2 separate regions of the Zea mays genome follow, and region 2 is linked to region 1. Evidence: chromatin contacts called from public Hi-C data. All regions are on one chromosome and are shown on one strand. Each heading gives the region's core, a stretch centred on a gene start, on an enhancer-like site or on the middle of the called end of the contact. The rest is flanking DNA. Distances are from core to core; before and after follow the strand shown.

Region 1 (7,814 bases), core at 3,123-5,622:
GAGCAGTAGGACCTCCTAGACATGAAGTGTGTTGTGGACTTGTGGTAAGCTAGCTAGACTATCATCATGATACTTCTACCATGGGTTGTATCGATTTGATCACCTTTTGGCTGGCGTTGGGTGGTAGAAGTTCGAAGAGGCACACATAAAACCCTTTAAATACTACCCTATCTCTCCCTTTTATACTCCAAGGGAGTGGTGGGCTTAAATATATATGCTACATGAGGGCTATGCTTGTCATCAGGCTAATTGTCCATGTTCAAGCACAACCATGTACATTGTCACCTTGTAATCATGCAGTATGAGCCAGACTTGAACCAATGTAACCATACTCAGCATGATTGGTTGTCTGGGCAGCCGACGCCTGACTCATGTGAGCCTGACTTGCCACAAACGTGACTTTCATGTGTCTCCACGCGCGCAATTGAAGGTGCTTGGTTTGGCCTACAGTGTAACCCGTACATCCAGGCACGTCCATCCACAAGCAGGCAACCAACTAGCCGTTGATGGGCAGCCAACACATGCACACAGTCTATTTTGCGAGCAGCAGGCATCCAATCACGTGGAGGGAGGCTGCTCGGATTGTGGGCAGGTGTCTTAATGGCGACGTTACACATTGGATACACCTGTGTTTGGACGAATAGCCCGTTTGGACCCAATGGACTAGGTTTTAGTTCTATCACATCGAATGTTTAATACTCCCTCCGTTCCAAAAAAATATAGTTCTTTATAGTCCATTTTTTCCGTCCATATTCATTCAAATAATAATGAATATAGACATGTATGAAAACTACATTCATATGTGATTAGTCTAAAACAAATTATATAAATTTTAGAACAGAAGGAGTACTCAGTTCGAAGTATTAAGTATTATCAAAATCGTTGTACAATTCGTCATCTAATTATACTTATTTGCTACCATGATGTTCCTGCTGTGTTTTCATAGACTTAGCTACATCTATAACTGTTTGACTTATGGAAAGACGATTTGATTTTTTTTTAAGATGGAGAGAAAGAGAGAACTCATTCACCCCGGGTACGTAGCTAGCTAGTCATGCATGATGTGCTGGCAAACACTCGCGCTTTGGAATGTTAGGCCAGGCCCCTCTGCACTGCATCTGATGCGTTTGTGCCGTGCCGACGACACGCGCGTTCCACTACTCGATCAAAAAGCCCCGGAAAGGATTCACCACGGCGTGAGTGCGCTTTGTTTTGTGCAGCGCAGTGGCGCGAACATGTTCCAAAGCAGAGCGGAGCGGAGCGGAGCGGAGCGGAGGCCCGAGAGGCCGAGACGACGAGAACCATGCATGGGCGCATGGCGGCTGGCTGGGGCGGAAAGCCAGTCCTGTCGTCGTCCTGCTCCTGCCCACGCCACCACCCGTTCCATGCTCATGCATGCAGCTTATCCACTGGTGGCCGGCCACCTTACCTGCGCCTCCGTCCCATCCCATCCGGGCGTGTCTACCGTAGAGAGGTTCACTTGCATGGAGCTACCATTACCATAGTTTTAGGGTGTCTTTGGTTGCAATGACAGGACGGGATGGGATGGGACGATCCCTCAAATTAGGTTGTTTGGTTCTAGGTCAAAGGTTGAGACAGTACTATCTAGTGTTGTTCTATGTTGTTCCTCAAAATTGGAGGGACGAGAGAGGACGTCAGGGGACAATCCCGTCCTAGCTGTCCCACAATCAAACACAGGATGTAGTCAGGGATTTTCCTTTTTAAGGCATAGTTTGTAAACTTAAATTTTCTTGAGATCCTAGCCTCTTTATGAGATAAGAAATCTAAAAGCTTATTTGGTTTTCCAGGACTAATTTTTAGCTCCTCTATTTTATTACATCTTAGTCTATAAATTGTTAAATACTGAACTAAATCTCTAATTTAGTTACTATATTTAGTAATTTATGACTAAAATAGAATAACATATAGAGACTAAAAGCTTGTTCGTTGTGGCTTACTACATCTTTAATTCAACTACAACTTCTATAATATTTTATCTCTATGGATTGTCATCCCAAAACATATAAATATGTTCTTCTGCTCATTTCTGTCTCTAACGGACAGCCCAATAAGGCTCAATGACTGCATGGCCCAACTTAACTTCCCACAGGCATCACCTTCACATCGGAGCATCGGAGTCGACATTGCCCGCAGGCCGCAGCGCTCCTATGTTTCCCCTCTCGTTTTTTCGACAAACCCTAGCAGTAGGCGGCGGCGGCGACGATGGTTGTAGCCACCGTGGCACGTCGCACGAGCTGTCACTACAGGGCCACTGACCCATAGAACGAAGGGCTACTGGGACTGTGAGATTCAATTTGTAAGTTAAAATGTTAGTTCAGTTGTCTTCCAATTTCCCATTCAATATATTACCCACCGCATGTGCTCAAGTAGAACCACCAACACTGATCATTGGATAGTCTGTTTAAATCATTTCGTCGACATATTTCAGACGTTGGAACGGAACTTTGATATATTTGCTGAACAATAATTGGTACTTTAATTTTTACATACGCTAAACAGTTTCAAACTTACACTTAATTATGTCAATCTATGAAAATATGCTTTGTTATGTGTTGTATTTGCTATATATATATTCTACAAAAGGCAAATTTCTACTACACCATATGTTGGTACCATGGGCGTCCACCACTTGCTTCACCACGCCTCGGCCCTCGCCCTCCCCCCGCCAATCTCTCGCGGGCGAGCCGCGCCCGCCCCATCCCCGCAGCCGTCACCAGCGCGATCCATAGCACCGCCCTCGCCCTCCCCCTCGCCAATCTCACAATCGCGCCTGCGGATCCATGGCGCCCATCGGGGACATCGCCCTTGCCCCCTTCAACACCGGAGACGTCGCCCTTCCCACCTTCCCCAGCGGATCCGCGGTGGCAGATCCATGGCGCCAATCAGAGACCTCTCCCTTGCCCCCTTCAGTACTGGATCCCTCTCCCTTGTCCCCTTCAACACCGGATCAATCGCGCCATTCACCCCCCATGTCCTCCACCTCCCTCACCTCCCCAAGCCATTCTCTTGGCCACGACGACGACGAGCACAACTCCCCTTCACCGCCTCCGCCTCCGCCTCGCCCCACTAGATCCCTCTCTGTTGCCCCTTTCAACACCGGATCCCTCTCCCTTGCCCCCTTCAACACCGGATTGACCACGCCATTCACTTCCGAGTACTCCACCCCCTCGCCTCCCTAAGCCATTCTCTTAGTCGCGATGACGACGAGCACAACTCCCCTTCACCGCCTCTGCCTCGCCACGTGTGGCCTCTGCACCACCCCACCGTCGACCCCTCTGTCCTCCCCCTTGACTCCCGATGCAGCGGCACCACCGATGGGTCCACTGCCTACTTCATGGTCGCCACATCGAGAGCTCTCCATCGCTGCGCACACTAAGACGGAAGTTCGAGATCCGCATCATCGAACCGGAGATAAAGGTCGAGGTCACCGTTCGTCTACAAATCGGTAGCACTAGCCAGCAGGTGCGCACGCCATTCAAAATGCTTAGAATGTTGGTTCGGATGATACTTCTTAGACTTACTTTTTGTTTTTGTGTGATAGTCGTATTTTGTAGTAACATGACATTATAAATGTTTGTACTTAAGACTTTCGGATGTTCATTATAAATATTTGAAACATGTTCGATCGAACAACTATCCCGTGTAAAAAGTTCTAACTATATGAAAAGAGGCTCATGTTGTGTGTTGTACGACTCAAGCATTCACTTTCTCTAGCTGCCTCACGAAAAGACAGTAGCATAACACTATCTGCCGTCCTGGATAAATTATTATAGAGATTAAGCTTAATGATAATATGTGTTGTTTGTTTTTATGTAATCCTTGTGCTATAACATTTTATTGAATAATTTGTGTCGTTGCAACGCACGAGTATACGCCGACTCAAATATAATTTTACATATCATAGTGATGTTTGTCGTTCTATATCTATATTTTATACTATTTTTAACTCTCGTGGCAACGTACGGACACATACCTTATATATTATAAACAGTTAAACTATGAACTATATGATATTAGATATTACAAAAGGCAAATATATTAGGCCTAAGGCTGTAAAAGAGAGAGAGAGAGAGAGTGACAGCCCTCCACATTAACTTGTCAAGTTTCAGGTACAATTACGCGTAGCAATTTGCTGAAGCTTGTAAGGGCTACAACTCCGCATCAGGGCTCGTTTGGAAAGCTCAAACCACGGGATGAACCCCCGGCCTTTTCCCTGGGACACTCCCCCACATGGAAATAAGCCCCGGGCCTAGACGACGTGCCGTTTGGAAGCCCAACAACGTTGGAAAGTCCACCCGACCCCGGCCTTTTCCACGGGTAAAGCTTCCTCGAGTCCGGGCGTCGCTTCCCAGGCACGACTCCATCCCCCTCTCTCTTTCTCTCTCTCTCTTCGACGACTCCGCCGCTGTCTTCCACTCGGGGGCCGCCGTCCCTGTCGTCTTCCGCCCATCACTGTCTTCTTCGCTCCACCACACTTGGGAGTAAGTCCCCCCCCCCCCCCCCCCCCATCTCCTACAACATAGGGTTTCTTGTTCGTTGTCTTGTGATTTCTTGGTTGAGTCCTCAAGTTCGTGCGCCGTCTTGACCTTGCCAGCCGCCAAGTTCAGTTTAGGAGCTGTGTGATTGGTATATGTGTGCCAAGTCCCCAAGTTCTAAAGGGAGCTCCCAAGTCTGAGGCGTCCCTGTCCCTCCTGTCACTGGTCGCTGGCGCGCTCCGCAAGCCTACAACTGTTGCGCATTCCTGAGTAGGCTGCACGGTTAGCGCTCGCCCAGTAGTCCTAGATCTGCATGGTTAGGCGTCCATGTTCAAGCATGTAACTGTATATTCTGCTAGCACATGCACCTCACATATGTTAGATTAATTGGACTTGGCCTATAATTATTCTAGCAATTAATTAAATAATTCTAAAGACCCACGATAAGCGTGAGAGTAGAATTAGTACCACACATTTTCGAAGAATCAGTAGCGGTTTTGCAGTACGATTAGTGAATTACTCATATTTATTTATACACACCATGTCGAATGCGATATCTTGTTTCTGAATTATGCATGCTTTGTTGTCCATGGCGGTTGTTCAGCTAAGTTAGCAGTAGGTTGCCGTGGTGTGGTTATGGTATACTAATTATATGAAGTGCATTATACCGGGTGGCGAATGGGAATTGCAACAGTTAATTATATGGGGCAGTGTACTGTTTTTTCTTTCAATTTTTTTTTGTTGCCACCACACATTGTTACATCTTCATTTCGTTCCTCTTTTATCGAACGGTTTACTTTCAGAAATCTAGCTACTGGATCATCATGCATGTGTGATATATTCCAATTCAATAATCTGTGAATGTCACCATTCAGTTGGTGACTGCCAGGCGTTGACTGTTAGCTCTTCAAAGTAATCTGTGAATGTCACCATTCAGTTGTTGGATCAGTACTCGTGCAGCAGTAGGGAAAAAACAGTGCCTGGACACCTGCTTCCAAACAGCAACGGGGAAGAGGTGAAAAGCTGCCCTGCGAAACAAAGTGGATTGGAAAATCCAATTAAATCCACGTTGGGGTTTCCCTTCCCTGGGCTATTAGCCCCTTGATGCAAAACGAGGCCTCAGTGACTTCATTGTGCCTCCTTGTTTAGATTCACTGTTAACATAAGACACCTTGACTTCAGTGTGTTTTACGCTTTGTTCCTTCTTGTCCTTGATATATCACTCCTGTTGCAGATGATGGTTCATTTCCTTCGCCTTTAACCTCCAGCTAACACTGCTCTTGCCTTCCTTTCCTGCCCGCAGAACGCAGCGATGGATGGCCAGCCAGGTGCTGCTGCGTTGTCGAGTCCTGGTCCGAGAGTAAAAGCAAGCCTGGTTCTGGGATCCGAATCGTTCGCTATCAACTCCGAGTTCGGTACCCTGTCGGAGCAGCTGGCCGCGGTGAAGGAGAAGAGCATGGCGGTCCTCAAGGAACACATCGCCAGGCACAATGCTCCGAACGAGGTCCCCGACGAGGCCGCCGAGGGCGAGTCTGACAGTGAGGGCGAAGCGCCGCTTGTCGACAACCCGCCGAAGAAACCTAAGAAGCAGAAGTGACCGTCTCTAGTCATGCACTTGACTTTTTTTTTTTTGCCATGCGTTGCTTGTGTAACGCCAGACTGTTGTCAGTCACAATAGCAATATGCAGGTGTTAGCACTCACTTGCTGTTCGTACCACTATCATTAGTTCTGCTTCTCTGTCATGTGTTCATATTTTTCTTCCCATACACTTGCAAGGGTGTTCTTGTCTGTCGGTGTGCTGCACGCTCCGTATATCTGTAGCAGAAACACAATTCACTAACAGCTTGGTTTGAGGAATGGGTTAGCCTATCATCTTCTCAGTCAATTTTTTGTTTGGTTTATAGAATGAAATGAGTTGATCCATCAACAATTAGTAATAGCAGCTGTAACACAGAGCTAGCTGGTTAATTCTGTCCCCGAAGGAGTATGGTTTCCTCTCGGTGGTTATTATCCAGTAACTCAGCCGGCAGGAAACTACTGTTCTGTGGCTCTCAGGCTGAATGGTGATGGTGAGGTGATCAAGTTCCCAGGACAATCTCAGGCGATGAGCAAGTTCAATGCAGCTCCGGAGCTGCTCGTCTCTGACGGAGACCTGACAAGCCTTGGGGCAGTGGTAGACCGGTAGCTCGATGCCATGCGCGGCGGGTTCTTGTTTTGCTGGTCGAGTTTTGGGGTGTTTTGGTATGTGTTTAGTCGGGTTCGCTGGGCGATATGCCACCCCTGTGTTGTACTAATGAACATGTTATTACAATTTACATGCATGTTTGGTCAGTGAACTCTAAAACAAATTGTTCCATGCATCTTTGCTCAGTTTGGTGACCCTAAAGTACGTAGCATCTCCCCACCCCCTGAAAATCCAGTCTGGGCTGGTGGGCAGGATCGGGAGCGGGATTGTTGTGCGAGATCGGACGGCTGAGGTTATAGAATGGTACGATGAACGATTGAGATCATAGAACGGCAGACTATCCTTGCAACCTTAATAAATAGTAGAGATTAGGACATACTTCATATGTCATTAATGCAAGAGATCAGTGACGGATAATTATTATGTATATACCAAAATAAACACATTTGTACCATTAGTGATATCTTGATAAGGTAATTATTTATTTTTATAATTAATTATTAAATATGAACATCGTCACATGTAAGTTTAACAGGTCCCCGTAGGAACGAGTAATGCTCCCCATCTCCGTCCCCGTTTATCCGTCAAGGAATTTTTTTTCCGTTTACATCCCATGAAGAAAAAATTTCTCATCATTATCCTCTAATGAAAGAATTCTCCGTATGGAAGCGGGGAACGGGTCCCCATTGCCATTTTTACTCAACACCCGTTAACTGACATGTGGGCCATACTGTCTCTGTAGGCCATCCTAACTGTTACAACCCAGTAACTACTAAATGATTTCCATAGCTATCACTTCATCAAGAAATCAATTATATAGAAACTATAAGGTCAAAGCTAATTTTGTTGTTGTTTTGATGTCGCAACAAATGTGGATGTGACGACGTGGCCAGTGAGGTGCGTGTGGATTCCACAAATGAAAACTGAATGCTCATCACAACTTCAAAATAGTGATATCTTGTGTCTTTATTGTATGTGTAGACCTAATTTCTCATGAGTAAACAATGTCCTTTTTGTCCATTAATTTTCTTGCGATGCCATTAAATTGTTTATGTGATAGCTAAATTAATACTACGGAGGGTTGTACCGTTCTCGCAACAATAACTTTTTCACGCCCGGTTCGAACTTTCTA
Region 2 (7,814 bases), core at 2,103-4,602, 540 kb before region 1:
TCAACAACGATGTCGCCCCACTACATCCACGGACATCGGGAAAGACGATCAACTCGGAACCTCCTCAAGGCTCCGTCCCTCTACGCCATGCGTGGGGTCCCCCACTGTCACACTAACCCTCACCTTCGACCTCGAGGACTCCGATTTTGTAGCAGGTTTATGCAGGATTTATCTCCCTCTTGTACTCTGATTTTTCTTTTAATGTGATTTTATGACTTATTTGGTGGATTTTAATTCTTCTATTTTGGCTGGGATTTGGGACGAATTTCTTGAAGGATTTTGGTGATAGAACATGTGAGGAGACTTCTTAATCTTTAGTTGATTCAATCCCCTCAAGCGCCTTTGGTTTTGGTTTCCCCATAATTTCCCATTTCATATGGTTCCTAAATCTCTTTTAAAAATAGTTTGTTTATGGTTTTTGTGAGTACGTGGTGAGGGCCTTGTGCCTGTCAAATTTGATTCGTTTAGATTTAACATTTTTCAGGGAAATTTGAACTACGATATATTCTGTATCAACTTATTAGATGACAACAACTAGCCTGCTCTTCTTAAAATTTACAGTCCATTTACCTATGCCTTTCAGTGTCCATGGTGCTGTTGTTGTGAAGCCTTGCAATTCATTTGTTGGGTTCAGTAGAGTCTGCAGCATGACCATTTGATTCTATACCTTCACTTCTCTAAAATGTCAAATATTCTTCATATGATATTTTCCTATCCGAGGGAGGCTCTGAAAGCCTATATCCAGACCATCAAGGAAGCGAAGAACATAATACTTTCCTCCACAAGCTACCATAGGTGCAGAGCCAAAAAGTGGGCATGCTACAATCTGCTGAAGGAGCACATGGACATTCAGGTTCTCTACCATGATGATGGAGTGAAAGACAGCCCCTCTACAAATGGCAGCAAAGAGCAACAGGGAAGAAGGCCAGCACTGGATTGCAAACGGGCTCGGTTCGCTATGAAGGATACTGGAAGGTAAACTGTTTGCTAGGCAAAAACCTTCCTATAGATCTTCAGGAGCAGTGTGAGCTTGAATGTCGCTAAACTAACTTTTCTTGATATCATTTTCTTTGCAACAAACTAGTGCCCGTTGTCGATCAATCTAAGTTAACGAATATTTCAGATCCAACCACATTTTTCATGACCTTGGATCAGCTTGAAGGTCACTCTTACCATTTCCATTGATCCATTGATCAGCATTAAGCATGCACTAATAACGGTTCATCGTTGCAAAAGCCGAGGAGTAGATCAAATGGCTAAATAGAGAGGCAGAAAAACACATATTGAATTTTGATCCTGTAGATGAACCCATTAGACAGCCTGATTTTGCGTGGGTATGTTGCTTATCTCTCTTTCTATAATATGTGAATGTGATAAGGCATTTAACACAATCAGTAAACATTGTGGTTTCAGTTTCATTGAATTTCAGAAGGCTAGAGAGTGAATTTTATTTGTTTTTCATCATGTAGACCTTATTTATTCCCCTGTTCTTTCCCTTGGCTAGAAAAATCGAGTTTGCAGTCTACCTGTAGTAATATGCAGTTCAATAGAGTATTCCCAGTTCTCTTTTTATCCTAAATTTAGAAAGCAATACTATTGGGGGGCACTTCCATTCAAAATCGATGATTGTCTTTTTGACCCATTATTATAGAGGACTATACAATCTCTTATTTAATTCACCTGACCATCAATCTGTCTATGTAGCTTAATTATCTATTCTTCTATATTATTGTATCCTCGACGACATTGCTCTGCATGTATGTATTATCCTTCTATTGGGTGTATGTGATAAAGATTAGAGCAGCTGAGCAATTGCCAAATTGGAAGGCCATGTTGAAGACACCAGCATCAATTATTTTGATTATCTATTGTTTTCTGTGTAGTTTGTGGGTGGTTTATTTGTCTTCCATTTATACCTGATGAGCATTAACGAGGTAGGTCCAACATTGACTCTAATTCTTATCTCATCGATGCTGCAACCGCAGTTCAGTAGAGATACTTGAAAGTTGATATTCAAAAATATTATTTCTGGTACACTTTGTAATTATTTATTTAAAATTTTATTTACTAATATTCTATTTGTCAAGACTAACCATCAATGTATTTGTGCAGCGTAATTATCGGTTCTTCTAGATGTTTGTATCCCGGCGACATTGCTCTGCCTGTGATGGAGAGATTTCCATATTCTGAAGCATACTGGGAGCTGAGTTCTAAGCTAATGATTCAATTTTGATGAGGAGGATATACACCAAGAAGAGTTCATACATCATTTGTGGTTCTTGTTTTATGCTGAATATGTCAAAATTAGCTTATTCTTCTTGAGTGTACTAAATGGGCTCCATGCTTTTGGATCCTATGCCTATAACTTCACATCATCAATGAACAATGTGCACAATGCTTCTATTCAATCTAGACTAACATCTAGATAAGTAACAACCAGGTTGAGTAGAACTATAGTAACTTGATGGCATTCTAAATTTTAATGCTGCAGAAGCATCTGTTTGATTGTAAGTTTTTCTTACTAGAACAATATTAGCTAGATTTAAAATTATGTTTTGTTGAATTGACATCATGTATTCCATTGAGGCCTCATGGTCAGGCCATCGACAGACTATTAGGAGGAAATGGTCAATATTTGGGTATTTTCTTGCTATGCATATTTTTTTCTCTAGAATCGCAATGTTTTTATCCAAGCTCATTGTCTCTCTATATCTATGCATTTCTAGGCCATGAAAAAAATCTGAACCTTCGGGAAAAGCCTTAAACAGTCATGCACAACCAACCCAAGTTATTACTTAGCTGTTGAGATCGATTATAACATATATGTTGTTCGTTTTCATGTAATCGTTGATTTATTGTACACTAACATTTTATCGAATATTTTGTATTATGTTGCAATGCACAGGCACCTAACTATCAACTATACACGACATGACAGTGCTTATATTAAAAACGTGTGCAAGACTATTCATATGTTATTGTTGCACTATTTTTCTCCATTGCTTCTGCATAAAAACGTCGTGATAGTTTGTTTTTTATGGCGGAGTATACATCTTAACTCCGTAGCAACGCACGGTTATACCGCTAGTATACATCTTTTAACTTTATTTTGTGACAGGATCAAATGCTTTAAGCTGGGAAAAATGATCTCCGATTCTTCCGAAACACATGGAGGTGCGATGACAAATGCATTTTGAAGCACGACTTGTTGCTATGCTTCCTTCATACGTGTATGTGCAAGATTTTTAGGAAATTTAATGGATTTAAAATTGTGTGAAACTACCTCTACCATTTATAATTGTAAACTGTGATCTTCCAGGCTGCACCAACTCCATCTCCAGGTGGAATGGAGTTAGCTTGCCTGCACACTCAGTCACGGTGGCGTCCCTATAAGGCGTAGGCCTGACGTCACCCACGCCCTCGCCTCGCACGGGGCGGCGCGGCGGCCGGCGGAGGGAATGGCGAGGCGAAGCAGAGGTAGGCACTGAACGGACCCGACACGACCCGATCTAGTCAATTGGCGCTGCGCTCGCTCTCCCTGTTCGGATCTGAGGGTTCGGTTCGGTTGTCTCAGGCAGCGGCAGCGTCACGGACGCGGCGTCGAAGGCGGACGCGGCGGCGATGCGGATGGTGTCCCGCAGGGGCGCCGTGCGGCTGGTGCTCGTGTCGGCCACCGCCTGGGCCATGCTCGGGCTCGTCGCGCTCGCCTTCCACCTCCGGCCATGCAGCTCCCGCGTCGCATTCCTCTCAGGTCAGCCCCGCGGTTGCCTATAGATCCACTGTGATTTGCTTACCTCTTCTGCTGGCATTATACTCTATCACTATGGCTTCCCAACTTCTTCTTTGCAATGCCCAAATGCCTTGAGCTTGATGATGCGTCGGTAGAGCAAGCTTGCCTGCCTGCCTACATTGCCTTGGGAGTCAGTTAACTCAAGTAGTAACAGGACCACCCGGTTATGCTATCCACATTCTTCACGACTGGAAGCAGTATCTGACAACTACAGTGTGCAATCATGCGTTAAGATGTCTTGCTTCTGAGCTACAGCTAATGTTCATCACTTCTTACTTGCTTATGGACACCATAATTATATTTCCGCACGAGGAAACACCATTTCCATTAGATCATAACGGAAATACAGATGTTCGGGCATAGAGATAGAAAAAAACCAGAACCACCTGAAAATGGCTAGATCTTATCTAGAAAAAAAAAGTACAGCATAGTATTCAGTTGCATGATACAGTAGGTTTTATTCTCCTTCAATCACAATGCTATCTTTTTTCAAGATTTTAAATAGTGTTCTTTTTCTTTACACCACTAGCACACTTAGGGGGGGGGATCTGTGTTAAGATCCCCTTTAGACCTTGTTCGTTTGTGCTGGATTGCTGGGTCGGAACGATTCCTAACCGGATTTCTTCTCTAATTTATATAAACTTTGATTAGCTGGAACGATTCCGGGTGTAATCCGACCCAAACGAACAAGGCCTTAAGCAGCCATGTTTCATGACTCTTTTTTTTCTTCTTCTTGAAAGCGCAGGAGAACTGCGCGATATTATATTAAAGAAGAGGGACAGATACAAGAAAACAACTGGGGGCCCCTACGGCGGCCAGTAACAGGCATACAGAAACTCATCCATGACTAAAGCAAACTAACAAGAACTACCACAATGCTAGCTAACTAGCAGGGAGGCCCGAAATGGGGGCGGTGAGCAAAGACAACTTTGCACCAGCCATCTCTCAAAGGTCAACCTCCAACCCAACTCTTCTGATAGCATCAGCAATACTGGGGCTCTTATTGTCAAATACACAGCCATTGCGCTGCTTCCATAAGGTCCAAACTCCCAAAATGACTAGAGAATTGAGGTCATCCCTTGCAATTCCAGAGACCTTAGTGCATAACGTTCTCCACCATTCAAGAAGTGCATGACTCTTCTCAAACCAGTAAAGTTCTTGTTCTAAACTTTTAAAATTTTCACATAACAGTTAGGATTTTCTTTGTAACTGGTGGGCATTGAACCCTGTGCCTTCTAATTTTTTTCCCAGTTCTGGTAGTTCAATTTGATTAGCTTTTCTTTTCTTTTTTTCCCTCAGTTCTCCTTGCAGGTTAAATCCCCATCCTTTAAAAATATGTTTAATCAACTTGAACTTTTGTTGAATCTTGTCTAGGGCTATTTCGGCCCTGCAAGGTATCAACCAAATTCTTTCTATTTCTTTAAGAAGAATCGGGGTTATTCAGCCAATTGAGGTCAAACCTAAACCGGATAAAAGGCAAATTTTCACATTTACCATCTGTCACCAGCAAATGGTTATGGCCGGAAATTTCTCTGCGAAATCTTCATCACAGCTTGTGGGAAAATGTCTTCCCAATCTTTTGACACAGGAATTCTATCAAGCTTTTCTGAGGTAGGGTTTTCCTGGTTGTTTGACCATGTTCGCCTTCCCCATTCGGACCCGATGTGGTCATCGCCGTAGAGAATGAGGGGAAATTTGCCGTCTTGGGGGCAGACACCTCCTGGGCATATCCTTAAGGAGAGGTATCAGGCTTGGAATGCAGACCGGTACTCTTGGGATGTTTACTGCACACAATAATTATACTTCTTCTAATACTTTATTTAATTTCTGTAATGAATTGACGATGCTGTTTCAGTGCTACATCGTCTGAATATACATATTTTCTTCAGACCATTTACTCAGAAGTTAAATATCTCCTGGTCTTCCATGGGCTGATGCTTATCATGACAGTGACACTTTGTCTTATCAGTTAGCATTACATGCCTTGGTGTGCCTTGTATTTCTGCAGCTCTTTGCAAAAAAGACAGTAAAGTTCTCTCTGTGTTGGACTCGATGGGGCTCTCATCCAAACCACTCCACCGTAAGACTTGTGCCTTAAAAAATTCTTTTGGTGGCTAAAATGTGACTGCTTCATAGCCTCGCGTTTCTTACTTCAATCTACAGGCTGCCCGATACCTGTTGCGGATGATCCAAATGTTGTTGTCATACCAAAGAGGACTCCCAACACAATTGTGAAGAAGTTGGCATATATAACTGTTGACAAACAGGATAAAGATCCCTCACCGCTGTTTGGAGGACGTCAAAACTGGAAACAGAGGGAGGAGAGCTTTAAACTGAACTCTACCATGAAGGTAACTCATTGCGTTTAGTTTGTGTGTGCATCGTATAAACTTGCTTGTACACTTCAATACTTCATTTTAATTTATAGATTAGGGCATTTGGCACTGAAGCATTTGCAGATATTGTTGAATGCTAAATGAATGGGTCTGGCATGAGCCAATCATCAACTTGATATTCTCCAAGATCCATAGATGATGAAGGTCGGTCACCAGAATCTAAAACTGCAGTAGGAATATTGGTGGCCAGTTAGTGTAGTTTTCAAGTGCTTGCCTGGTTTGGGCATACGATGAAAAAAAAAGACCTTCAAATTCATCATTGTTTCGAAAGAATAGTTATTTTTCCTCTAAATGGTACCTTATTATGACCTTTTTTTCATCATTTTCTGAATCTTAAGTTACAATGCTTCATCGTTAAGCCCCTGAACTCTGTTATATGTGTTTGGTTTGTGGTATATATGCTCAGGTTCACTGCGGATTTATGAAAAATAGTGGTGCAGATATGGATATCATTGATGTCAAGTACATACAGAAATGCAAATTCGTGGTTGCCTCTGGTATTTTCGATGGTTACGACATCCCTCACCAGCCATCCAATATCAGCCGCCGGTCTCAGAAGCTGTTCTGCTTCCTGATGGTGGTGGACGAAGTATCTCTTGATTTTATCCAAAAGAACACCACCGTCAAGATCGACAGCGCTGGAGGGAAATGGGTTGGCATATGGCGACTTCTAACAGTGCACCGCCTCCCATTCGACGAACCTAGAAGGAACGGGAAAATACCCAAGATCTTGACGCACAGACTATTCCCTCAAGCTTGGTATAGCATTTGGATTGACGGGAAAATGGAGCTCATAGTTGATCCGCTGCTTATTCTCGAGAGGTTGGCTTTCTATCTGGAACCTCTAGACACGTCGTGGTGGTGCTCTATCGATGGTCTGGAATGGAAATTCTTTTGCAGGTACCTCTGGCGTGGAAAATACACATTCGCGGTGGCTGTCCACAAGCATCATAGGAGCATCTACGAGGAGGGCGACGCGATCAAGCGACGGAAGCGCTACGCCCGCCCTTTGGTTGATCTTCAGATGAAGATGTACTATTACGAGGGGATGGAGCCTTGGAGCCCGAAGAAAAAGATGCCTGGCGGTGAGTGAAATCACACATGCCCACAATACTCTACACAACTGTTGTTTTGTCACTTTAACGTTAGCACTTCCTGAAAGACCAGCTAAAGCTATAACCTGCAGATGTGCCGGAGGGAGCCGTGCTGATCCGGGAACACACAGCGACGACCAACCTGTTCAGCTGCCTCTGGTTCAACGAGGTGAACCTCTTCACCCCACGCGACCAGATCAGCTTCGGCTACGTGGCGCGCAGGCTCGGCGACGCTCTCGAGCTCTTCATGTTCCCCAACTGCGAGTACAACTCGCTGTTCGTCCTGCACAGGCACACGAGGGAGCACTCGTCTAAGGTGGAGTGGGCCAAAACGGTCGACGAGATCGTGGAGAAGGGGCTGAGGGAGAGTAGAGGAGGGTTGGGGCTGTGGACTCCGTACCCTGCGGACCTCAGCTCCGTGGAACTCCCTGCTGTAAGAAGAACTTCGCCGGCAGGATAAGGCTAGGCTGTCAAAGACCACAAAGCTCCCAGCCTAGCCTGCCGATCCTGTGATCTTTGATTCGTTCATGGTTG

The links. A called contact is a pair of places that touch in the nucleus more often than the background predicts.
Region 2: a contact with region 1 is called in a Hi-C map of leaf, with 6 times the contacts expected there. The contact joins the promoter of LOC100273416 here to the promoter of LOC100274819 in region 1. A contact is called at or near these places in 2 of 25 Hi-C or Micro-C datasets (ear and leaf).

The regions. Positions count from the first base shown.
Region 1 is chr5:63,385,168-63,392,981 of Zm-B73-REFERENCE-NAM-5.0, reverse strand. LOC100274819 reads left to right here and starts at 4,372. Exons shown (of 2, transcript NM_001149088.2): 1 at 4,372-4,502; 2 at 5,800-6,377. The coding sequence starts at 5,809. The coding sequence ends at 6,093.
Region 2 is chr5:63,923,792-63,931,605 of Zm-B73-REFERENCE-NAM-5.0, reverse strand. LOC100273416 (plant/F20M13-60 protein) reads left to right here and starts at 3,352. Exons shown (of 7, transcript NM_001147853.1): 1 at 3,352-3,477; 2 at 3,575-3,751; 3 at 5,799-5,870; 4 at 5,954-6,141; 5 at 6,593-7,008; 6 at 7,087-7,271; 7 at 7,373-7,814. The coding sequence starts at 3,459. The coding sequence ends at 7,740.